7 separate regions of the Mus musculus genome follow, and all the other regions are linked to region 1. Evidence: chromatin contacts called from public ChIA-PET and promoter capture Hi-C data. All regions are on one chromosome and are shown on one strand. The core of a region is the stretch at or near the end of the contact, and the rest is flanking DNA. Distances in the headings are between cores, read along the strand shown. Region 1 holds the start of Parp16 (poly (ADP-ribose) polymerase family, member 16). Region 2 holds the start of Rab11a (RAB11A, member RAS oncogene family). Region 3 holds the start of Oaz2 (ornithine decarboxylase antizyme 2). Region 4 holds the start of Rbpms2 (RNA binding protein with multiple splicing 2). Region 5 holds the start of Dennd4a (DENN/MADD domain containing 4A). Region 6 holds the start of Plekho2 (pleckstrin homology domain containing, family O member 2). Region 7 overlaps Plekho2 (pleckstrin homology domain containing, family O member 2).

Region 1 (3,118 bases), core at 198-2,697:
TTTATGTATGGGTCATGCGAAGTGCTGAAACCTGTAATCCATCCCAGCACTCCGAATTATAAATCATCAGAAAGTAACAACGCCTATGTGCACTGCGTGGCAGTTTATATAAGTACTGTTAATATGTAACTTCATCTGAAGGGCAAAGTCTAACTAGTTGCAGAGGGAGGGACAACTTCTTATCTAGGCAGAACAGCTGGTTCAGATCAACGCCCCTTTAGGGCCACACTAGAGCGTTTTGTGGAGGACTATGTAGCTATTCCATCACTCCTGGGATTAAGTCACTGACAAAAGGAAGCAGCCACCGAATGACCTGGCAGTGTGTCTGCACGAGGGTGTTTAGGAGTGTTCTTGCTGATGGGAACCTTCCCCAAGGCCAGGCTGGGTGGGAAGTCCAGGGAATTGGCGTGTTTTCTAACACGGGTGGAGCTGCTCCTGCCTGCCGTTCCACAGGGCCACTTGGCCCAGGATGCAGCGAGCAACGGTGGATCAGGACGGACTCACCAGGGCCTCGAAGTCCTTACAGTCGTGGCGGGCGTAGGAGGCGGGGAAGGGCCGCAGCACCGAGTCCCGCTTGTAGCTCTGCAGCGCCGAGGCGAAGAGGCTGCAGCGGAGGTCCGCAGCCAGCACGTCGCGGCTCGCTGCCTCCCTGGCTGCTGCCCTGTTGGAGAGCTGCATCCCGGGCTCGTAGCGCGTGGCCGGGAGGAGACAAGGAGGGGCAGCGCGGGGCCTGGGCCCGGGGGACCGTAGACCGTCTGCTGCCAGGTTTTCCAGCCCGGGGGGTGGAGCTAGGCAAAGGGGTGACAAATTGACATTGGTGAGAACGCGCCGGCGAGCGTCCTCTGCAGGACACTGGGCACGGTCGCTCAGTGCGGGGAAACACGGGATCTGGGAGAGTCGCCTCTCGGGTCCCGCCAGTCCCGGAGTCCCCGGTATGGAGTTGTCGCTATTGCACCCGGCGTGGGTAGTACCCCGGGGACCCGGCCGATCAGTCCTGGCCGCCCCACACTGCCAGCAGCCACCGCCTACCTCCCCGCCCGCCGCTCTCACGCCGCTCCGCCCACCCGGCCCAGGCCCGCCCCTTCCCGCGCCCTTGCTCAGCTCGCGCCCGCCCACAGGTCCCGGAGGATCCCAGCTGCCCCGGGTGCTGGGCAAAGGTGCCCAATGCGGCTGCTAGTCATCCTCGCCACCGCCCCAAGTGGAAACCGCCCCGGGACCCGCCCCGGGGAATTGTCTTTGTCCTGGCTCCACGGGTTGAGCCAGCCTCGCTCACCTTGGGAATTGCCACCTGTTGAATAAATCGGTTTCCTCTGGAGCTGACACGTTGCACACAAGAAGCCACTTGATACCCAGGGAAAACTGAAGGTCGGAGTGACACAATACTTTCTCAAGACACTGTAGCCGACCCAAAGACCTTCCTCTCTACCTTACAGCCTCCGCAATTCTCTGAATTGCTCAAATGTCTGACCTCAGATTTCCCAGGATCCTCCTCCTTCGAAGGCCTCTAACAGGAAGTCGGGAAAACAGGCACTGGGAGAACAATGACCTAACCCTGCCGAAGGGAAAAGACCGGACCCCAAGATGACTCAGCAACTGGTCGAGTAAAGGCACTTGCTGTCCGTCCTCACGACCTGAGTTCTATCCCAGGATCCCATATGTTAGGAGCTAAGTGACTCTAGCAATTTGTCCTATGACTTCCACACCTGCACCAAGGCTCAAGTGTGCCCACATGTGAACGTATACACAAAATAAATAAATGTAGGGCTGGTGAGATGGCTCAGCGGGTAAGAGCACTGACTGCTCTTCTGAATGTCCTGAGTTCAAATCCCAGCAACCACATGGTGGTTCACAACCACTGGTAATGAGATCTGACTCCCTCTTCTAATTCGTTTGAAGACAGCTACAGTGCACTTATGTATAATAAATAAATCTTTGGGCCGGAACAAGCAGGGACTGAGCGAGCAGGGTTGACCAGAGCAAGCAGTGGTCCTAAATAAAAATTCAATTCCCAACAGCCACATGAAGGCTCACAACCATCTGTACAGCTACAGTGTACTCACATACATAAAATAAATACATTAAAAAATTAAAATAAAGGCAGGAGGATTTCTGAGTTCGAGGCCAGCCTGGTCTACAAAGTGAGTTCCAGGACAGCCAGGACTATACAGAGAAACCCTGTCTTGAAAAACCAAAATAAATAAATAAAATAAAATAAAAAATGTAAGAACAGATTCCCTTTACCTCTTCTTCTTCAAGACCTCACTAGAAAAAAAGCACTTGGCCTTCTGGTCACATAGAAATCTAAGACCAGTGCTGAATTGTTAGACTAAAAGTCCCCTTTAAAGACCCCACACGTGCTGAGAGGTGGTGGCTCACGCCTTTAGTCCCAGCACACCAGAAGCAAAGGCAGGCATATCTCTGAGTTCAAGTCCAGCCTGGTCTACAGATCAAATCCCAGGACAGCAAGGGCTACACAGAGAAACCCTGTCTCAAAAAAAACAAAAACAAACCCCAAAACAAAACTTTACAAAAACAAAAACAAAAACAACCATTAATTAGATAAATAAACATACACACACACTGGCTCTGCTCTCTGAGAAATCACCCCCTTCTTGGGCATCCGAATGGGACCTGGCCCTGTGCTCCTCAGACTTCGGGAGGGAAGACAGGCAGAACTATATTCTCAGACCCTAGAGAGCTTCCCAGGCCAAACAATGATGCAAACCACCCCCAGGAGTCCAAATGGTAATGGTTGTTGTAAGGCCTGGGCTGATTTGGAATCACCAAAATGTCTGAGAGCCTATGACCTCAAATAAAACCCCTCCAGCACCCCAAGTCCTGGGGCCCCTAGGGCCCCATGGAGCATCTGGAACCCTAAGGTACCTGCTGCATGTCTGAGGCATATCGCATGACCCTCACTCTGAGAAAACCTTCTCACCACCTCTCCTGCCACATAAGTATAATAAATGTACTTTTAAAGAATATTAATGAGATGGAGAGATGATGGCTCAGTGGTTAAGAACACTGACTCATAAATGAGGAAAATACCTAATTAAAAAAAAATACCGTTTAAAAAACAAAAACAAAAACAAAAAAAAAAAACCCACTGACTCTTCTT
Region 2 (3,118 bases), core at 185-2,684, 480 kb after region 1:
CGCCCTGTGATCTTGGATTCCTCAGAAACTCTAGTCCTCTCTGAGGCACTCCCAGACATGTTCTTGGCCACACCTTTCTTTCTGAGACCCTCACTTCCTCTTAAGTATATAGCTTAGAATCTATATTAAAAATCTCTTCTAATAAAGTCTGATTGTCTCACATATTGGTTCATCCTGAAATGTTTTGCTGCAGCAAAGTCAAGAATCAGTTTTTCTCCGAATCCAGGTCCCTAATAGATAAGGGAACTCCTCAGACTTGCTGGTGGCTGTCTGGAAGAACATCTCGTCCCTGCTGACAATCCTCCTTCCAACTTTGGAAAGACCTTAAGGACAACCCTGAGCTTATTCAGATAATAAAAAAATAACATCTCTGCTTAAGGTCAGTTGATTAGCAATTTGAATTCCATCTGTAGGCTGAATGACAAACATCTGTTTCCCAGGAATTATTAGATGACTATGCCTCTGTGTGGACGGAGGTGGAGGTGGGAAGGGGCAGAGGAGGACAGCAGGGCCAGCCTGAGCTATATTCTGGGGTACAGAGGGGGAGTGAAACCACCTCAAACAACAAGAACAAAATTATTAGGAGATGCTGTGGCAAATTTCTTGAGTCTTAACACTGATATTTGCTAACATGGGAATTGCCATTCTTCTTGTGTTAAAATTTATTTAATCGGGCTTAGCTCGAAGGCCAGAAAATAGGACTCAAGATCTTGAATCTTTATGAGAAAGGGTGGGCGAAGTTCTCTTAATGACATCTGGAGATAGTGCAATAGATTTGTGGAGAGATTGAGTGGGTGAGGAGTGCCTATCCTTAACTGAAGCTGAGGGTATAAAATTCCAGCAAAAGGAATCAAGTAACAAACTTTCTCCAAGGCTAAGAAAAACCAAAGAGTTCAATAGGTCTCCATGAAGATCAGATACTACTGAATTGACAAGATTGATTAGTGTAGTCTTCATAGGTAAAGGCTACCTGTGGTTCAATCCAAGAGCAGATATAACAAGGTTATTCTATTATTCAATATGAGCTAAAGAATACAATCAATATGAGTTAAAAGTATGAAGAAAAGGGAGCAGGTTCCACCGAGATTTGAACTCGGATCGCTGGATTCAGAGTCCAGAGTGCTAACCATTACACCATGGAACCAGCACGGAGGCAGCAGTGCCTTCGGGTCTCTAATGCTGACAAAACTCCGCCCCCAACCGGAAGCCAGATACTAAAAGATTTACACTTCGCTTCTCTGAATGATTGGGGAGAAGAACAAGCCAAAGGCTCCAAGGACCATTTTAGGATTGTTTTTCCTGTATGCCTTCCCAAAGCCGGGTGAGAATGTGGTGTCCACTCCTGCGCATTCCACCCTGCCTAGCTTATGGGCGGGGTGCCATCTCTCCGGAAGTACTTTCTGCGAGGGGCTGGGGCCTTCCGGAAGTGACGCATACAGGGCGGGGCTCGTCACCGGGTCCGGCAGCTGAAGCTCCTCGCTCGCTCGGGTTACCCCTGCAGCGACGCCCCCTGGTCCCGCCGCCGTTGCCACCGCCGCTCCCGCCCCTCAGCTCCTCGGCCGCGCCATGGGCACCCGCGACGACGAGTACGACTACCTCTTTAAAGGTGAGGCCGTGGGCCAGCGAGAGCCCATTTGGGGCCCGAGACACTCCCGGGGGACCCGCGCAGGGCCAGCCCTGCCCTGGTCGGAGTCCGCCTCGGCGCTTCCTTCCTGCCGCCCCGTCGGGGGTCCCGCCGCTCGTCCGGGTTCCCGCGCCCTTGGGAGGCCTGACGAGCCGCGGCGCCCCTCTCTGTATGTCCTCCCCGATGGCTGCGTCCCTCACGGCCGTGCAGTTCCTTCCCTGGGCGTCTCGAGCCCCTCCTCTTGGATGCTGCTGCTCGTCTCACGTCCCCCCTCTGACAGGCCCCTGCCTGGGCTGAGCACCCATATCGGGACACCCACTGGCTCGGGGGGCGGGGGTGTTGCTTTTTCTCTTTTCTGTTCGTTTCCCTTTTCTTCCCTTCCCTCCTCGTGAGCCTTTTCCTGGGCTTCGGCCAGATTCGCCCGTCCCCGGGCCCCCACCCCCATCCCCGCAGACCTCGAGGTCAGTACCCGCGGACTGTCCCCTCCCTCCCCACAGACGGGCAACTAATGTTTAGCACTCCGGAGCGACCTGGCTGGTGGGAGGGAGAGAAGGGGAGGGCAAGAGGGGCTGTCCATCACTCCTGGCGTTCATGCACTTGTCGCAGTGTCCAGGCAAGCAGATGACTTCCCACCTCGCGTTTTTCTTTTTTTTTTTTTTTCCCCCCCTTTTCATCTCTGTCCCTGCCTAGCTACAACCAGACCGGGATAACTCCTTTTACTTGGCTTTCGAGAAGGGGCTGCGGATGGGTGGTGGCTGTTATCCCTGCCAGACCTGAAGGCCCAGTTCCCGAACAGGAAAGGTTGTGCGCTGCACAAATACTAGCGAGCTTATCACTGTGGACTGGTTGCTTCCTGCTGCAATACTGGGAGGATCCGACAGGAAGGGAAGAACCCTGGTTGGTCACATACCTTTCCCAAACAGTGAGAGAGGGTTATAGTGCTAGCGTGCCCTTTTAGTGAAATCAAGAATTTATTACAGGATGGGGGGAAATGTGGAGCCGGTGGACAGAACAGGGAAGAATGTAAATAGAGACTTGCTTATGGGTTGAGTCCGCGAAGAAGCTGAAGTGAAAGGATACAGTTCTCAGTGACGAGAGAGTACAGTGAACGCTTTTTTTGTTCATGAATGCGCTCTCACTTTCGTAGCCTTGCTCTGCTCCTGAATTAGAAGGGCAGCCATCAGTAATTTGTTGAACAAAGATCATTGCCAGTGAGGAAGAAGCCCTTGCTTTTAAAGCTTTTCTGGGGAGGGTGGAGTTTCAAGAGTGTTAAGCATGGTGAGTGTTCCTGGCTTTGCCATTGGGTGCTAAGAGTGATTGGACTAAGTGAAGAAGCAGGAAACATTTCCAAATTCTTTACAAGTCTTGACATATTAGCTGCTAGTACACCCTTATCAAAAGTTACTCCGAATATTCTATTTATAGAGTAAGTACCTTCAGTGTTACCCTTACTACCATATTGGAAAGTAATGTATAGATAAGAAGGCACCAAAC
Region 3 (3,118 bases), core at 252-2,751, 460 kb before region 1:
GGATCTGCTTACTCAAGGTCAGAGGCTATAAAAAGTCCAATGTGAAGATAAAAGATCTAGTATGGGGACTGAATGGGTTTCAAAAAAGTTTTGGAGGGTTTAGCACCGAGCCTTACAGGGGAAGGCAAAGGAATCATTTCTGAATTGCTAATGAAAGCCAAGATAATACATAAGCAAGTGGCATTACAAATCCTGAGGGATCAGAAAATTCTGGAATAGCTTTGGAGAAGAGCGTCTGTCTGGGACAGAAATGTGGGATATCTGAGGACATGGAAAAAGGGAGGGTAACTAAAGGGATGACTTCTGCCTACTTTGGTTGAAAGTTAAGAAACCCACACCATTTCAAAAGAATAATGCATTTCAAATCCTGGGGGAAACAGGGATTGGGTCTTGAGGTAGGTAACTTCCAAAGGCCCAGGATCTGGTTTTGGAGGCCCTGGAGTGAAATTTAAAAGGGGGTAGCACTTAATGATCTTCCCAGGAAAGGGGAGAGACTAAGTTGGGCATTGTAATGATTTTAAAGAAGGGGGGGGGCGGTAAGATGAGTACCAACTGAGACTTTGTAGTGTTTAAAGGGTAAGAGTGTGTAGAAGAGTGTTGGCAACATCATTGGAAAAACAGGCTGGAGGGCAGGAATGGACTCCATAGTGTTAGAGAAATAAAGAGTGGGGGTTCCCAGACAGGAAAATGGGGCCTACCTGGAGAAGGGTGGGGAAGAGAGTGGGACTGCACATCCCAAGGAGGTGGGAAGAGGGGGAAAGGGTTGAGTTGAGAACTGCCGGACAGAGCTTGTCTTTGGGGACAGCCAGGCAGGGCTGAGAGGAGTCTGCCTGGGAAGCAATTTTCACTAGAGAATGGATTTAAAGCGATTAAGTGACTTGTGGAGGAGTAAGAAAGATTTAGGGAAGATAAGAACCAATTCGGGGAATCTGTGGGAGAAAGCCCACAGTATGGGGGACTGGGCACCGTCCCACTGGGCTTAAGAAAACGGAGCGACTGACTGGCTATGTCCAGGTTTTTTTTTTTTTTTGGGGGGGGGGGGCTCCGGGCGAGGAGAAAACCCGGATGAGGGGGATGGGCAGGGCTGGAGGAAGGGGGCTAAAGGACGGAAGGAGGCCCGATTTCAGGACTCGGGTGGCAGTGGCTGGGATGGCGAGAGGAACAGTGGGAGCGGATGGAGCCCCCTGGGGGCTGGGGGCAGGCTGCGGGGGTGGGGGGGGGTGCGAAGGCCTCTGGAGCTGCGGAGGGAGGATGGGGGCGGGGAGCCTGCGCCGGGCCGTTACCTGTCCTGGGTGTTTATCATCCTCGGTGGCTCTGCTCAGGGTGGGAGGAGGCGGCGCGGGGAGTGGGTAGGTGGACGAGTGGGTGGGTGTGGGGTCGCGCGCGCGGGCCGGTCTCTGTGGGCTAAGTCCCTGTCAGGCCGCGGGCCGAGTGCCCTCCTCTTGCCTCAGCGAGCGCCTGCCTCCAACTGACCCTCCCCGGCCGCCGCCGCGCAACCGCCCCGCCCCCAAGTACCTCATCTGCATAGCCCCACCCAGCGCCGCTTGGTGTCCTGGGAAACTGGGGCCCACAACAAAGGGCGAAGCACCGCCCCGCCTGGGCGCAGGCGTACTAAGGGCAAGCTATCATCTCGGGAAGAGGGGCGGTAGCCAGGGAGAAGAGGGGAAAGAGGTCTCTCTCGATGCCAGGAACTCAGGTTCTGCTTGGCTAAGGCCAGTCTTCATTTCTGCTTTTGTTCTTTCTTAATCATTTATGTATGTTTATTTTTTATACACATTGGTGTTTTGCCTGCATGTATCTCTATATGAGGATGTCAGATCCCCTGGCACAGGAGTTACAGACAGTGTGACCTGCCATGTAGAGGCTGGGAATTGAACCCAAGTCCTCTGAAGACCAACCGGTGCTCTTATCCGCTGAGCCCTCTCCACTCGTTCATGTCTGCCTTTTGTTTGTTTTTTGATACAGTCTTTGTAGCTCAGGCTAGCCTCAGACTCACTGGAAGATGACTTGGAAACCCCCATCCTCCTTCCTTTACTTCCTGTCCTGCCAAGTGCTGGAAATAGTGTGCCTCACCACACTGGGCACTTGCTGCTTTTGGTGTGTGGCCAAACCGAAACCGGAGAATAGTATTTGTAAACCCATGTCACTAAACAAAACAAAATCTGAAATAGAAGAATACTCCTCATAGAGTAGCACCATTTCCAGTGTGAATCTAATCCCACAGATCTTTTCCTTCAATTCATAGTACAATGACAGTGGCTTCCAGCCAATCGGTGCAAGCTGCTTCAATCGATCATGCAAGGCACCTAGTGCACTGCCACTGTCTTACCTGGCCCTCTAATCACAGAGGCCAGGCAGCAATGTACACACACCCCCAAATCCCAGCCACACTCACAGGAGAACCCTAGTTGTCAAACCTGTGCAGTCAACTTAGACTGCAGTCAGTAGAGACTGTGTAAGCCTTTATCTATCTTAGCACCCAGGAAGCAGGGGCAGGTGAGGCTCTGTGAGTTGAAGGCCAGCTTGTAGTACGCAGGCAACAAGTTCCAGGCTGCTTAGTGTAACATGGTGAGACCCTATCTTGGGGGTGGGGGAGGGAGGGGAGAGAGAGAGAGAGAGAGAGAGAGAGAGAGAGAGAGAGAGAGAGAGAGAGGTGGGGCAGAGGGAAAGGGAGAGGATGCACTCTCAGACCACAGTGGTCACCTCAAATCATCCGTTCATTTAGTCAAAGTTCAGTAAATAGCTACATACTATGTGCTTCTAGCATGGGCAGGAATCCAGGAAGCTTCCACAATGGGCCAGGCAATGTACCTACCTTGGATGTCACAATCTGTCCAGAGAGAGAGGCCATCACAATATGAGGTAAGTACTCAGTCTGAAGGACACTGCAAAGAAAGCAACACGCAGAAGAGACAGCTTGAAAAACCTGTACTTTTTCACTTTGGTATTACTCCAAAATGCAGTGGTCAACATGACCTCCACTGCCAAGCTACAGTGCCCCTTGGGACCTAAGGATTCTGTCGCACACACAAGATTTTAGTGTTCAGATCATGGGGATACCAAGGAAGGATGGGGCTTTCACACTACGTTTTACTTTTTCTTAAAACAAAAATTGAAG
Region 4 (3,118 bases), core at 362-2,861, 420 kb before region 1:
TGAAGGGCCCCAAAGGTTCAAAGAGGACAAAGCCAACAGTAACCAAGACCAGCTACCACTCACTCCAGAGCTACTAGTAGAGACCTCAGGAGCGGTCTCCCCCCTTCCATTTTCCATCGTTTGAGTGAATCATTGCATATAATTCCCTGCCTCCTTGTTCCAGGATCCAAACCTAGATTATCAAGATGTCTCAAGATGTCATGCCACTGGTGCACTGAAGCTGGTAGCAGGCCTCTTGCTGGCCCAGCCCAACAGTGGGTCATTCTGCACCAACTCATTAGCACAACCAGTAAGAAACATCAGGGCCTCTGCGGTTTCTACCCCAGACCAAGGGGAAGGGCCCTAGGGCTGGATAACTGGCCCTTGGTTTCCTGGGCAAAAGTATGCCAGGGCGGGGCAGGAAGGGTCTCTCAGCCCTGGAGTGACACAGCATACGTTAAAGAGCTCCCTAGGAGCCTAGAACCCATAGTAGTTGAGCCGGCCTGCCTAGTTTCCACTCGAAGTTACCTTAAAGGTTTTTTATCCCCCACAAGTACGTCGTCCTCACCAGGCGATAAAACCACGAGCAGTGATGATTCCTTGACGCGGTCTCATAACCTCTTTTTCTGCATAGGGCAGCTGGACAAGATTATGTCACCTCTCCTTGGAAGATCCCACCCTGGCCAGTGTGGGGTACTGGCTTGGCTACTAGGTCAAAGGGCGAGAACAGGGGATACTCAAGGCTTCTAACTTCTCTCTTTTCCGACTTTAATTAAATTGCCGGCTCAACTCTCTGAAGAAGCCCAAGTTCTGAGACAGGGCGAAAAGCCCGCCTGCCCACTGAGACCACAGCTCTAACCTAAGCGCAGGGCAGCCGGCCAGGCCTCCAAGGTCACGGGGAGGGGGCGAGGTGGAAAGGCTGGAGGGTGAGCCAGCTTCCCGCACCCACCGGGATAATCCCTCTCAGCTCCTTACAGTCGGGGCGGAGGTCCAGGCCACCCAGGAGGCGCGCCTCAGGCGAAGCGTAAGCCCCACCGGGCTTGGGGAAGGAGGGCAGCGGGAGTAGGACCTCCGCGGCGCCCCGAGCCCACCACGGGGACGCGCGCCCTCCTCGAGCCCCGGAGGGCGGGGAGACAATGCCGGCCCCGCCGGGCTAGTTCAGGCCGCACGCCTCCGCCCGCTGGACATGGGCTGCTCCTCCCCAGGGCGAAGGGCAGCGGAGGGAAGGCGCCAGGAGCGGTGGCCCGCAGGACCTCGCGCCGCCCGCGGCCCCGCGTGCACCTCACGCGCGCCGGCTCCCGCGGCCGCACACCCACCTCCTCCTCCAGCGGGCTGCCGGTGCCCGCGCCCGTGCAGTGCTCGACGTCCGGCTTCAGGTTGCTCATGGTGAGGGGGGACGCGGAGAGGGAAGCGGGACGCTCTGTCCCGTGGTGGGCAGGGGCACGGCGAGCCGTGCGCCCCCGAGGAGAGTGCGAGCTGGTGAGGAAAGCGGCTGCTGCCGCGTCAGGCTACGGAGAAAGGAAAGGGGGGGGGGATCACATTAAGTTTGGCGGGTGCGGGAGGCGGCCGGAGGGGCAAGGCACCGGGAACCCGAGGGAGCGGAGCCCGTGCGGCCACCGCCTCCGGCTTTTCAGGGCGGCCCGCGAGTGCGCTCGCGGCGGCGGGGGGCGGGCGCCGGAGGAGGGGGCGGGCGCCGGAACCGGCCTCAGCTGGGGCCCGGCCCGCCCCTCCCCCGCCCCGCCCCCGCCCCGCGCGCGGTCTCCGGGGGAACGCGCAGCCAATCCCCGCAGCCCAGTGCGGGCTCGCCCCGGCCCCGGCCCGGTCCCCAGCCCCGGCCCGGGCCGCGACGCTCCGGCCTTTCTGCCTTCCTTGGCTCCGGCGTTTTCCCGACTCCGCTTCCTTGGTCGACCCCCACCCCCTTCTCCCTTTCTCTCCCCGACTCGGCTCCCTTGCACCCCACCGTTCCCTTCTCCCAGACAAGTTTTTTAAACTTTGATGAACTCTCTCAGAGAACTTTTCTTAAAGGAGCCGCGCGGGCTTGGGTGGAGCTTGAGGTGACCCGCACGTTGCATCCCCAGCCAGGGCGAGGGCGGCGGCGGCGGCAGCGGGGCTCCCGGTTTCATGCCCAGATGTGGAGGTGTAGGCTGTCGCGAGCACATCGTTCGCCCCGAATTCCTGTCGGGTCCGGGCCAGCGGTTCTCTTCGCGCGAAGCAGCCGGGGACCGGGTTTTGGGGGTGAAGGCGAGGAAGGGGTAGGGCGGCAAACACCTGATCTTGAGCAAGTCACCGAGAGTTTTTTTTTTTTTTTTTTTTTTGGCTGAGTGACCTTGAGGAAATCACTTCCCCTATCTGGCCAGAGGATTCCAGCCCAGTTGGTGGGGATTAGAATACAAATTCTTTCCTCACTCTCACAACCTCCGTCACCTCAAAAGAGGAGGTGAAGGAAGCCCAATCCTTTTTAACTTCAGGAAGGGGGGGTACCTCGACTAACCTAGAAGGTTCCGTTCGTTACCTCCACCCCGCTTTTAAGACTTCTCACGGCTCGTTCTTTTTCCGCTCCAATTCCGAACCCCAGGGTGGGGGAGGGAAGAGCCGGCTGACGCCTAGGGCGGGGTCGCCTAGACTCCCACCCAGTGGTGGCGGGGGGGGGGGGGGGGGGCGGCCTCAGGGCCGGATTTTCCCCCAGGCCGAATAAATGCTGACCAGGACGTCTCCTGCCAGCAGCCTGTAAAAAACCGGCACCTACCTGAAGTCGCACTGGAAGAGTAGCGGCCCTGACTGCCCTGCGGAGCCGCCAGAGCACTGGGGTTCTTTCGTGCGCCCCTGCCCATGGGTTCCTTTATGTGCACTGAGACATCCCAGCCGCAGTCCCCGATAATCCTTGAGCAGCCATAGCTGAGAGGAGAGCGGATTGGGCTCGGCTCAGGTGTCTCCCGGTGGGATCTACTGCCCCGACTCAAAGCACGGAACTTAAGTCTTGGTAGCGGGATTCGGGGCGTGAGGCCGCGCTCAGAGGCGGTCCAGGTGAAAAAAAGTCTTGGTTTGCAGCCCCCTTACCAGTTAGGAACCTTGACCTTGGGCATTGGCTTAGTCCCTGGGGACTTCCCTGTGCGGACCTGCCAAATAGAGTTAGCTCCAT
Region 5 (3,118 bases), core at 424-2,923, 400 kb after region 1:
GTTTACAGGTGTCTCCACCCCCTTCCTCCAAGGAAAGAGGAGGTACAATGGGTGGGCAGAAAACAGATTAAGGCTGTATATACACTAAAGATAATCTTGTGATAATGTAATATTGTTTATTTTACTTTTGGGCTACCCTTTTCATTCATATCTAACACACTTAAAAGAACAATATACTCACAGAGTGACACAATTCCTGCCCTCCCATGTCTCTCTGGCTGGCTGACACCCACTTTCCCCTCAGATAAATACAAGCCTGTTGACTGATGCCTGTCCTGTTTTGCAAACAAGAAATAACTGTCCTATAAGACAAATAAAAACCGTCTCTACCGCTCTGAGGCCAACCATTCGTCTGAAGGAAAAGCACACTGGAGCAGCAACATCCAAGTTTCCCTTTACGTCCTGTCATTTAAAAGCACCATAAAAGAGATGTCGCTGCGACCCAATTCTAGGTCACAAGCTTTTTTGCCCCTTCTCCCCCTGCCCCCTCCTTCGTCTTTCCCCTCTAGAAAGAGATAAACTTCAAAAGGAGTGGTGATGACCAAGAATTGCGCGCGCGTGTGCACAGACACACACACACACACACACACACACACACACACACACACACACACACACACTGGTCAACTTGGACGCTGGCCGGGCTCACGTGGAACCTGAGCCCCAGCCGGGCCCCGGCATCTGGACTGAACAGCCGCGGGAAAGCAGCCCCCGCCGCGGGTTTGAAACCCAGAGCAGGTGGGATTCCGGGAAGCAACCTTACGTAACGAGCTTGTCAAAATCCCAGCTTCAGGACCTCCCCACCGTCCGCCCCCGCCCCATCACCCCAACAACAACAGCCCCAGGCCAGCACCAAATGGCCAGTCCGGAGGGACCCCCCCGGTGTCCCGCGCTCGTTCCCACACGGAGGCGCGCGAACGCCATCGACAGCATCTCGCCATCCTCCGGGACGGCCAGAGCCCCTCCTAGCAGCTGCCCGCGCCTAGCGGCCCTCCAAGTCCTATCACCCGGCTCGGCGTCCCCCTGCCAGTCACCTCCTCAGGGCCGTGACAGCTCCCTATGCCACCGATGCCCACGCCGCCGCCCCCGCCACTCACCTCCCCGCCGGCCCCCGCGCGAGCACCGGGAAGAGCCTGAGATGCAGAGTCTGATCCCCTCATGCGCGGCGGGCGGGACACGAGGGGGCTGAATGTCGCGGCGCTTGCAGCCAGCTTAGCTCATCTCCCGGCCCGGCGCTCCGCCCAGCCGTCTCAGTCAGACGGGACTCCCCCTCCCCGCGCGGTCGCCAAAGCCTCCGCCTCCTTCCTCAGCACCAGCCGCCGAACCCGCCGCGGCCGGCGCCATCTTGGGAGTGACGGTAAAGACATGGGGGCGGGGACTATGGCAACAAAAACCAATCACAGGCCGAATCTGACCCGAGGGGCAGGAATGGGCCGAGCTAGGGGGTGGGTCGTGGGGGGAGGGGACTAACAAGGGTCCCGCAAGTGGGCGGGCCGCTGGGTGGGGCTGTGGGCGGGGTGGGGCCGGGCTGGCTGGTGACGGCGAGTGTAGCTGGGGAAACGCGTCGTGGTTCCCCTTCAGGTTGGGAGATTCCGAGCCCCTGGCGAGTAAGAACAAGGCGCACTGTACCTTCCTCTTTCACAAGCATCCAGCTATGGCCAACAGACCTGCTTCTTCCTTCCCGGCACTGCTGCTTGGTGCAGTGGTCTGAGCTGAGATCCGCCCACCAAAGTCACTGGTATTCTGCAGAAAACCCCCTAAGCGGTTAGCAACCACCAGTAGCTTTCAGTCCCGAGACAGAGGTCAGGGAAAAGGGGGAATTCAGAGGGGTTCTCTGAAAAGCGCGTTGATAAAACAGCTATTGTTGATTGAAAGGGTGTCCATTACATTGATTAATTGGATATGGCCTACTTAAACTAGACTGCAGGTCTACTGTTAATGGCTATTGGCAAGATGCCTTTGAAAAATGTGGATAATAAAGGTTGATTACCTCTACAGAGTTACTCAGAAATGTAAAGTGTATGCCTAAAAAGTATTGAATAATGTTAGCTGGAATTCTATGAACAAATGAAGGAAGAAATAGGACCTTTTAAAAAAAAATTCCTCTAGGTTGAAGTTAATCTATGCAAAACAGGCTTCATCTTTATTGCCAACCGAGATTACAGTTTTATTTTATACCTCCACTCCTTCTCTTGGACTCATTCATCCAGACAATATTGTTGGAAAACCCAGCAGGGCTGACACACAACAGTCAGGGAACCAGAAAAGGTCTGCTTTGAGGGAGTTGAGGTCTAGTGGGAGAAGCTCAACAACAACAACAACAACAACAACAACCAAATATATTTAATGCTTGGAGAAGAAACATAAAAGTTCTAGGAAGAATTCTAGGTAGCAGATAACAGGGTGGTTTTTGAAACCAGAGTGATCAAGGCTGTGCCTCTCTGAAGTGCAGGAAGAAGCCAGTAATGGAAGAAAGGCCCCAGAGAATTGAGTAAAGCAAAAAGATCATGCAGAGAACCTGCAATAGGGAGGAGCTTGGCTTTTAGAACTGCGAGGAATCTGTGTTGATGAGAAATGTATTTTGCCTGGAGAAGCCTTCCATTAGATTAGAGAGGGAGTTGAGAGCTCCGTTGTATAGGGCCTAGAAATACAAGACTATCCTTAATTCTAACTGCAGGCCGAAGCCACTGAATGGCAAGTAGGGAACAAAGCAGCTGGGAACAGTGAGTGGTACTTGAAGAATGGCATCTATATTTATATTCTAGACAACATATGGACCAGAGAACCTGATTGAGAGGGTTTGTTTTTTTTTTTTTAAATCTAAGTTTGAGTCTCTTCAACACTGAGTTCACCAAATATAGTTCAAATTGTTTAAAAAATGTGTGGGCATCACATTATATTGTGTAGATAAAAATACACTAATTTCACTGAAAATTATTAAATAATACCATTGTTGATCCCCACACCCTCCCCCCCCCCTTTTTTTTTTTTTGTTTTGCTTTTCCGGGACAGGGTTTCTCTGTTCAGTCCTGGCTGTCCTGGAACTCACTCTGTAGACCAGACTGGCCTCAAACTCAGAAACCCGCCTGCCTCTGCCTCCCAAGTGCTGGGACTAAAG
Region 6 (3,118 bases), core at 446-2,945, 370 kb before region 1:
CTCACAGAAATCTGCCTGCCTCTGCCTCCTGAGTTGTACAAGTGGGATTTTATTTTGAGTTGTTTATCTTCCTGTCCAAGGAACTCTGTGCAGGATGGAATGTTTCAATCTTGGAGGAAACTGTTATTCAACACTGTGGCCCTGGCACACTGTTTTCTATATCCTTAAAAAAAACTAATTTGCCGGGCATGGTGGCACACACCTTTAATCCCAGCACTCAGGAGGCAGAGGCAGGCGAATTTCTGAGTTCGAGGCCAGCCTGGTCTACAGAGTGAGTTCCAGGACAGCCAGGGCTACACAGAGAAACCCTGTCTGGAAAAACCAAAAAAAAAAAAAATTATTTTATGTATATGAGTGTTTTTTCTGCAGTTATGTCTGTGCACCACTTACATCCCTGGTACACGAGGAAGCCAGAAGAGAACCTCGGATCGTCTGGAACTGGAGTTCCAGACAGTTGTGAGCCACGATGTGGGTGCTGAGAATCAAAGCCAGGTCCTCTGGAAGAGCAGCAAGTGTTCCTAACCAATAGGTCATCTCACAACCCCTCTCCACCCTTTAGGTGTAAGGACCAGTTCCAGGCACGAGGGGCAGTGTGTTCCATCCTCTTTCACGTTGAACTGAAAAGGACCTGAGCCCAAAGGCCAGCAGAGGGCAGTGAAAGAGAAGTTTGGTCAACTGATGTAGCTGAGGTTAGGTCACCCAGAGTCAAAACAGATCATCATTAATCTATCCCACAAGCACAAAATTCTGGGTGCTGTAGCATGCAGCACACCTGACTAGGAAAGATAGTGTGTGTGTGTGTGTGTGTGTGTGTGTGTGTGCGCGCGCGCGCGGGATGCTGGAGGTTTGGCTGTGACAGTCACTCTCCGAGCCTGTTTCTTCAAAATAAAAATAAAAGTACATGGTAGAACTTAAAGGGTTTCTTCACTCTCTAGCAACGTGGTCAGGTCAGGGCCGAAGGGAGTTAGGGTGATGGAGTCGGCTCACAACATGAGAACCAGAAAGGGGTTGAACGAGGGAAAGGAGAGCACAGAGTTTGGGATTTCAGAGACCCTCTATTAAGGAACCGAGTCCAAACTTGATTCTGGTCATAAATTCCAAGCTCATGGCCGGCCCCACCCTGAAGTTCCACAGACCGAAGACCATAGCCACTACTTCAAATTGGGGGAAGAAAGGGGACGAGCCTCTTTGTGTACTCATTTCTGAACTGCCCTGGCAGCTGGATCCAGTCCCCCGCAACCCAGGCCCACTGGGTTAGGCAACCTCAAAGGCATCAGCTACCCACTGCCTCCCGGGCTTGCTTGGTCAGCCGCGCCCCCGCCCCGCCCCGCCCCGCCCCCGCCCTGCCCCACCCCGCCAGCATCCCTCGCCTCCGCCTCTGGGCCGGAAGCCCCCTCCCCCTCCGTATCCCCCACCTCCCTAGCCTCTACCCCCTCCCAGTCCTTCTCCCTGCTTTGGTCCGGGAAACCTCTCTCCGCCCTCTTCCTGCTACTTCAGCTCCGCCTAGGTTCTTCCGTCCATTCCCGGAGCTGAAGACAGGCCCCGCCCAGGATCCGCCCTGGCCCCGCCCCTGAACCCCCCACCCGGCCATGCTCCTCACCCAGCTGCGGGCGGGGGCTTGGAGGCCGCTGTATCCCTCCCTGGCCCCGCCCCCAGCCCCCGGAAGCCCCTCCCCGGCTCCAGCCCCGCCCCCCGAAGTTTCTTGGGCCCCGGGCGCCCGGCGGGACAGAAGACAGCAAGCCGCCGCCCGGCTGCGCGTAGATGGAGCAAGCGGAGCCCGCGCAACGCGGGCAGCAGTAAGCGGCGAAGCCGCCGGACCTTGCAAACTCGCCATGGAGGAGGAGGTGAGGGCGAGGGCTGGGCCAGACGGAACAAGAGTGCTGGGCTCGGGTGCTGCCCGTCCTACTTCCACGGGTCTTTCTGCACAGTCCTTCCCTTCAAGCAGAACCTGGACCAATGGGGTAGGGGCGGGATGGAGGTCTCGTCTGCATCCCGCCGACAGCATCCTCAGTTATGTTTTGGGCGTTTCTTACCAACTGGAAACAGTGCCTGTCATGGTTCCCATTGGATTGATGGGGAGACTGAGGCTCTGGAGAGTTGGGTGACTTGCTGAAAGTAGACAGGGTTGCTGTGCTTGAATCCCGTTACACCCTTTCTTGGCTTTCTTTGCCTGCCTCAGCCAGGTCTGCTTCTGAGGTGTGTGTTAGGGGAGGGAAGTTCTTCAGGGTCCTGGGTCACTGTTTTCAAGAAATCTGAGATTGTAACGGAGCCTGATGGCAGGAACGAAGAAATTGCTTTTGTCTTCCTTGTGTAAATATCTCAGAGTTCCCAGTGCTCTTGAGCTGTGTCTATCAGAGGATGTTAGTTGAAGGGTCAGGTCAACTGAGTCTCCCGGTAGCAAGGACTGGATCAGCAACGTCCCTTGGGCCTCCTCTGCCCTCTGCATACAAACTAGATTTTGGCCACATTCTCGTTATCCAAGTATTCAGTATACAGCAGTCACTTATTGCACGAGTAAGAAGACATTCTTATCCCTTGAAGGGCGGGGAAGAAGATGAAGCCTTCCCTCCTGTAGCCACCCAGGCCAGCTGGGGAGCCTTCAGTGAGCTCAGCCATCCGTATTCCTGTCAGTGAGCACTTGCGTATTTCCTGGAGTCACTGCAAGGCTGGCTGTTCCCTCTAGGCTAGACCCCGAGTTTCTGTGAGGTGGTAGATAAGTCACTTCCCCTCTCAGCCCGGGTTTCCTCTTCTATGAAACACAGGGCCTACCCTCCTCCGCTAGACCTAACTGTGGTCCCTGCACTCAGAGTGGGTACAGGTAGGGGTCAAAGTCAGGCCACTATGTTTTGCTGTGGTTTCTTTCCTTGCTGTCATGGCGGCTGCCTGCCCTCGGTTCCACTCCTGCAATGGCTGTGCTCTCTGTCCAAAGCCCCTCCCCGTGCTCCCAGAGGATGTGGGTCAGAATTACTCCATCTCCTGATCTGCTTTGGTCCCCAGTTAAAGGAAGTTCTCCTGGGGCTTCCTGGGCTCAGCAAAGTCAGCCCTGTTCTCCCTCTGGTCCCTAATCTCTAACATGGCTACTTTGTGACTCCCAGATATCAAAAACTCCTGAAGTATC
Region 7 (3,118 bases), core at 211-2,710, 340 kb before region 1:
CTGCCATCAAAGCCCCATGAACAGGAGTGCTCAGGAAAGCCCTGGGCTAGAGCTCAGGTCAGGCTGTCAGGATGGAAGTCCCACCCAGGAACTTGTCTGTGAGGCTCAACTTTAAGGCGGGGGGGGGGGGGGAGGAGAATCTCACTACTGTGCTTGCCAAAGGTTGGCTCCTGTCTTCCTCTGTGAGTCTACTGGATAGACTCTGTGGCCAACATAACAGGAAGCACCTGACCTTGGATGCATGAACTGTGGCCGTGACCCTTGTGAATTTCCCTGCCACCAGCCTGGCATGTGACAGCTACATTTATAGGAGAGGAGTCTCCTTACTCTGTTTAACCCTGACCCAGGAACTAGCTTACTGGGATGTGTTGGTGGCCAACAACGGACTAAGGAAGGATGTGGTAAGAACTTTCTTTCCCTCTGGTCTTGGGGCTGGAGGCCCGTGCAGAAAAGCTGAGCCTTTCTGTAGAACACTTCTGCAGTCACCTCGGGCGTCTGAAGGCTTGTGGGTAGTTTGGCAAACCATGACTTGGTTGCTTTCACATAGAGCTCAGCAACAAGACAAGGTCTTGGTGTACAGGGGCGGTCTTCTTGTCCCCTCTCCATGTCTACTCATGTTTGGGCTCTGGAAGCAGGTGGATCTCTGAGTTCGAGGACAGCCAGCACTGTACAAACTCTGTCTCAAAAAAATCCAAAAGACAAAACAAACAAACAAACAAACAAACAAAATCCCACAATTCTGGAGGAAACAGGGTCTAAAGGGAAAACAACAACAACGATGACGACAAAACAAACAAACACAAACAAATTCAGCTTTGGAAGTGAATGTACCTGGATTCAACCCCCAGGAATGGGCAGAGGACCTAGTTCAACTACACAGAGCTTGCCCAGCATAAATGAAGCCCTCATTTCATCCCTGGCACTGAATAAAACCCAGCCAGGTGGTAGAGACAGGGACCAGGAAAAACTGCCTTGGTTCACGGCAGAGCCTCCTGTGTGTGATGTGGACTGATTCTGTGGGGAGCTGTGTCTCCTGTGGAGTGCTTAATAAGGCCAGCACTGTAGCCTCATAGAATACCTATGTTTGCTGAGTCTACTGAGTTGTTCTTGTCATAGAAACCTCAGGAGAAAGACAGCATTCAACCAACTTCACAGCCTAGTACATTAAGAATCTGCCTAGGAGGCCAGAGTTACTATTAGGGCCAGGGGCTATGACTCCCTGGCAGGTCCTAGCCAGAGCCCACAACTGAGGGCTTCCTTTTAGCTCCCTAGAGAGTCTGTGCTTCAGGTAGATGTTCAGCCCAGACATTTGGGCTTGGGCCATCCCCATTTTCCACATCTGGAGGATGCCCTAAGGCCCTGCCTGGCTCTTCACCAGCAGGCCACGGGCAGGGTGTGCTTCGGGCTCTGGCTCGTAGGGCCTTCCCTTATAAGGGCAACAACTTAGCTGTGATGAAAACTCATGGTCTCCCAGCTGGGTGGGCGGGGGAAGGGAAATGACTGAGGCTCCAAGGGCTACAGCTGTGAGCCCTGAGCCTCTGCAGGAACCCACCCACAAGCCTCTCTGCTCCCCATCCTGTGTCAGCTCAGAGTGGGGCTTTCCAGAAAGTCCCACTGGTTGGACTGGGGAGGAGAGGGAGGTCTAGGCGAGGCTGGGAGTGGGAGGGAGATTGGCTAAGAAGGGAACAGACTAAACCGAAGTGAAGTAACAGGACCTCTCTGGAAGCTGAAAGCTGGGGGTCTGGACACTGAAAGGCTGCAGCCCACGGATGCTTAAGCTGGCTAAGGCCTCTGAATGCCTGGAGAAGGAATCAGGGTGGCTCCTAGGCAGGGAAGGGGTGGGCACTGGTCAGTTAGTTGACAGTGTCCCCCTGTATTGCTCCTGAAGTTCATGTCCCCACTGTCCAGCTGAGAAACCAATCATGGCATCACAGGATATGTAGATTGATAAGCATCTTTGAGACCGTCCAGTCTCAATCACCAGTTTTAGATGAGGAAGTAACAGCTCAGAGGGAGGATCCAAACCTGCTTATCTGTTTTGCTAAAAATGTGTGTGGTATGTGTGTATATTTGGCTTTTCTTTGGTTTCTTATTAAAAATTCCTTTTAAAGAAATCACAAACCAGAACAGGGTGTGGTGGCACATTCCTGTAATCCCAGTGCTTGGGAGGTAGAGGCACGAGGCTCAGGAGTATAATGTCACCCTCAGCTATCTGTCGAGTTTGAGGCCAGCTAAGGCAACATGAAACCCTGTCTCAAAAAAAAAAAAAAAAAAAAAAAGAACAGAAAAGAAAAATCATCTGCAACTCTGTTAGGGGTGTGAGTCAGTGGGGATGTAAAAGACTCTGGGTTTGAACCCCAGCACACACACACACACACACACACACACCCCAGAAAAGAAAGAAGAGATCCCAGCTTGATAGCTGCACAGACACAAAAGGCTCTTCCACGCTCAGTTCTAGTTAGGTGTGAGATTGGTGTTTCCTTGGAGACCACATCTGGGGTGGGGGTGGGGGGTGTCAACATTGGCATGAGGCCACATTCCAAGGGAGAACCGTGTCGCTGGCATCACTTCACCAGCTTCGAGGCTTAGGCTGGCTGCTTAGCCCCTCAGAGTCTTTCCCATCTCTCAGGAAGGAATTGTTGATGATCATTTTGATAGGGCACCTAGTCCAGAGCCTGTCATATAGGAAGGATTTAGTAAGTAGGTGATGCCAGCACCAACAGATACATAGACACCAAGTACAAGAAAACGGGGTCCTCTGGCATGTGGCTCCCTGACTGACACTCAGGAGACAGGAAACACGCTGAGGCAAGCTCTTCATTATTAGATGGTCAAGTCCTATATAGTAGGGCAGATGTCTCTGGTTGCTTTGAGTCAGGGAACAGGATGTGGCTTCATGGAGGTGGCCTTTATCTGGGATTCGTAAGGTGACTAAGAGTTTACCAGACACAAGTGAGGGAGAACATCTGAGGCAGATGAACGGTGAATAAATTTTTCTAGATCCACAGTGAATTCGTTATGGGGTATCCTGTAGAGAAAGTACTAAGGGATGGGAGAGGAAAGAGAAGCTGAGGCAGGAGAAGGCGTTGATGGTTGAGATATCAACCTTGGGAGT

The links. Promoter capture Hi-C pulls out the DNA fragments that hold promoters and counts their contacts. ChIA-PET counts read pairs in DNA pulled down with a chosen protein or histone mark.
Region 2: a contact with region 1 is called in a promoter capture Hi-C map of erythroid cells, with 8 times the contacts expected there. The contact joins the promoter of Rab11a here to the promoter of Parp16 in region 1. A contact is called at or near these places in 5 of 39 promoter capture datasets (cranial neural crest, erythroid cells, frontonasal cranial neural crest and 2 more), 4 of 484 Hi-C or Micro-C datasets (CD4 T cells, embryonic stem cells and regulatory T cells) and 1 of 115 datasets of contacts at active chromatin or transcription factors (memory CD8 T cells).
Region 3: a contact with region 1 is called in a promoter capture Hi-C map of pre-B cells. The contact joins the promoter of Oaz2 here to the promoter of Parp16 in region 1. A contact is called at or near these places in 2 of 39 promoter capture datasets (erythroid cells and pre-B cells), 1 of 484 Hi-C or Micro-C datasets (natural killer cells) and 1 of 115 datasets of contacts at active chromatin or transcription factors (pro-B cells).
Region 4: a promoter capture Hi-C map of embryonic stem cells shows a contact between it and region 1. The contact joins the promoter of Rbpms2 here to the promoter of Parp16 in region 1. A contact is called at or near these places in 2 of 39 promoter capture datasets (cranial neural crest and embryonic stem cells), 2 of 484 Hi-C or Micro-C datasets (CD8 T cells and embryonic stem cells) and 2 of 115 datasets of contacts at active chromatin or transcription factors (bone marrow-derived macrophages and embryonic stem cells).
Region 5: a promoter capture Hi-C map of erythroid cells shows a contact between it and region 1, with 28 times the contacts expected there. The contact joins the promoter of Dennd4a here to the promoter of Parp16 in region 1. A contact is called at or near these places in 1 of 39 promoter capture datasets (erythroid cells), 2 of 484 Hi-C or Micro-C datasets (the G1E-ER4 cell line and Th1 cells), 3 of 115 datasets of contacts at active chromatin or transcription factors (effector CD8 T cells, embryonic stem cells and memory CD8 T cells) and 1 of 9 other capture datasets (adipose tissue).
Region 6: a contact with region 1 is called in a promoter capture Hi-C map of erythroid cells, with 31 times the contacts expected there. The contact joins the promoter of Plekho2 here to the promoter of Parp16 in region 1. A contact is called at or near these places in 9 of 39 promoter capture datasets (the C10 cell line, the HPC-7 cell line, embryonic stem cells and 4 more), 17 of 484 Hi-C or Micro-C datasets (B cells, CD4 T cells, CD8 T cells and 11 more), 15 of 115 datasets of contacts at active chromatin or transcription factors (the SCID.adh cell line, bone marrow-derived macrophages, effector CD8 T cells and 6 more) and 1 of 9 other capture datasets (embryonic stem cells).
Region 7: a contact with region 1 is called in an RNA polymerase II ChIA-PET map of effector CD8 T cells, with 12 read pairs. The contact joins the enhancer-like site here to the promoter of Parp16 in region 1. A contact is called at or near these places in 1 of 484 Hi-C or Micro-C datasets (muscle stem cells) and 4 of 115 datasets of contacts at active chromatin or transcription factors (effector CD8 T cells, embryonic stem cells, memory CD8 T cells and 1 more).

The regions. Positions count from the first base shown.
Region 1 is chr9:65,213,019-65,216,136 of GRCm38.p6, reverse strand. It overlaps Parp16 (poly (ADP-ribose) polymerase family, member 16), which reads right to left and starts at 1,447. Exons shown (of 7, transcript NM_177460.4): 1 at 1,274-1,447; 2 at 505-788. The coding sequence starts at 678.
Region 2 is chr9:64,736,072-64,739,189 of GRCm38.p6, reverse strand. It overlaps Rab11a (RAB11A, member RAS oncogene family), which reads left to right and starts at 1,434. Exons shown (of 5, transcript NM_017382.5): 1 at 1,434-1,606. The coding sequence starts at 1,567. n-TQctg9 (a tRNA gene) reads right to left here and starts at 1,144; the gene lies at 1,073-1,144.
Region 3 is chr9:65,674,931-65,678,048 of GRCm38.p6, reverse strand. It overlaps Oaz2 (ornithine decarboxylase antizyme 2), which reads right to left and starts at 1,501. Exons shown (of 5, transcript NM_010952.3): 1 at 1,284-1,501. The coding sequence starts at 1,303.
Region 4 is chr9:65,629,075-65,632,192 of GRCm38.p6, reverse strand. Rbpms2 (RNA binding protein with multiple splicing 2) reads right to left here and starts at 1,611. Exons shown (of 8, transcript NM_028030.3): 1 at 1,296-1,611. The coding sequence starts at 1,364.
Region 5 is chr9:64,809,566-64,812,683 of GRCm38.p6, reverse strand. Dennd4a (DENN/MADD domain containing 4A) reads right to left here and starts at 1,673. Exons shown (of 35, transcript NM_001162917.1): 1 at 1,664-1,673; 2 at 1,098-1,344. Gm36459 (a long non-coding RNA gene) reads left to right here and starts at 1,269. Exons shown (of 3, transcript XR_379559.2): 1 at 1,269-1,357; 2 at 1,582-1,738.
Region 6 is chr9:65,578,664-65,581,781 of GRCm38.p6, reverse strand. It overlaps Plekho2 (pleckstrin homology domain containing, family O member 2), which reads left to right and starts at 1,695. Exons shown (of 6, transcript NM_153119.3): 1 at 1,695-1,844. The coding sequence starts at 1,833.
Region 7 is chr9:65,549,578-65,552,695 of GRCm38.p6, reverse strand. Plekho2 (pleckstrin homology domain containing, family O member 2) reads left to right here. Exons shown (of 6, transcript NM_153119.3): 6 at 1-119. Among named protein-coding and RNA genes, the nearest start is that of Gm51712, 12 kb to the left of the region's middle. Within about 2 kb of position 1,460, at least 303 of the 459 cell types and tissues checked have an H3K27ac peak or open chromatin away from gene starts, as enhancers often do. A contact at or near this core is called in effector CD8 T cells, embryonic stem cells, memory CD8 T cells and 2 more, where this site is marked.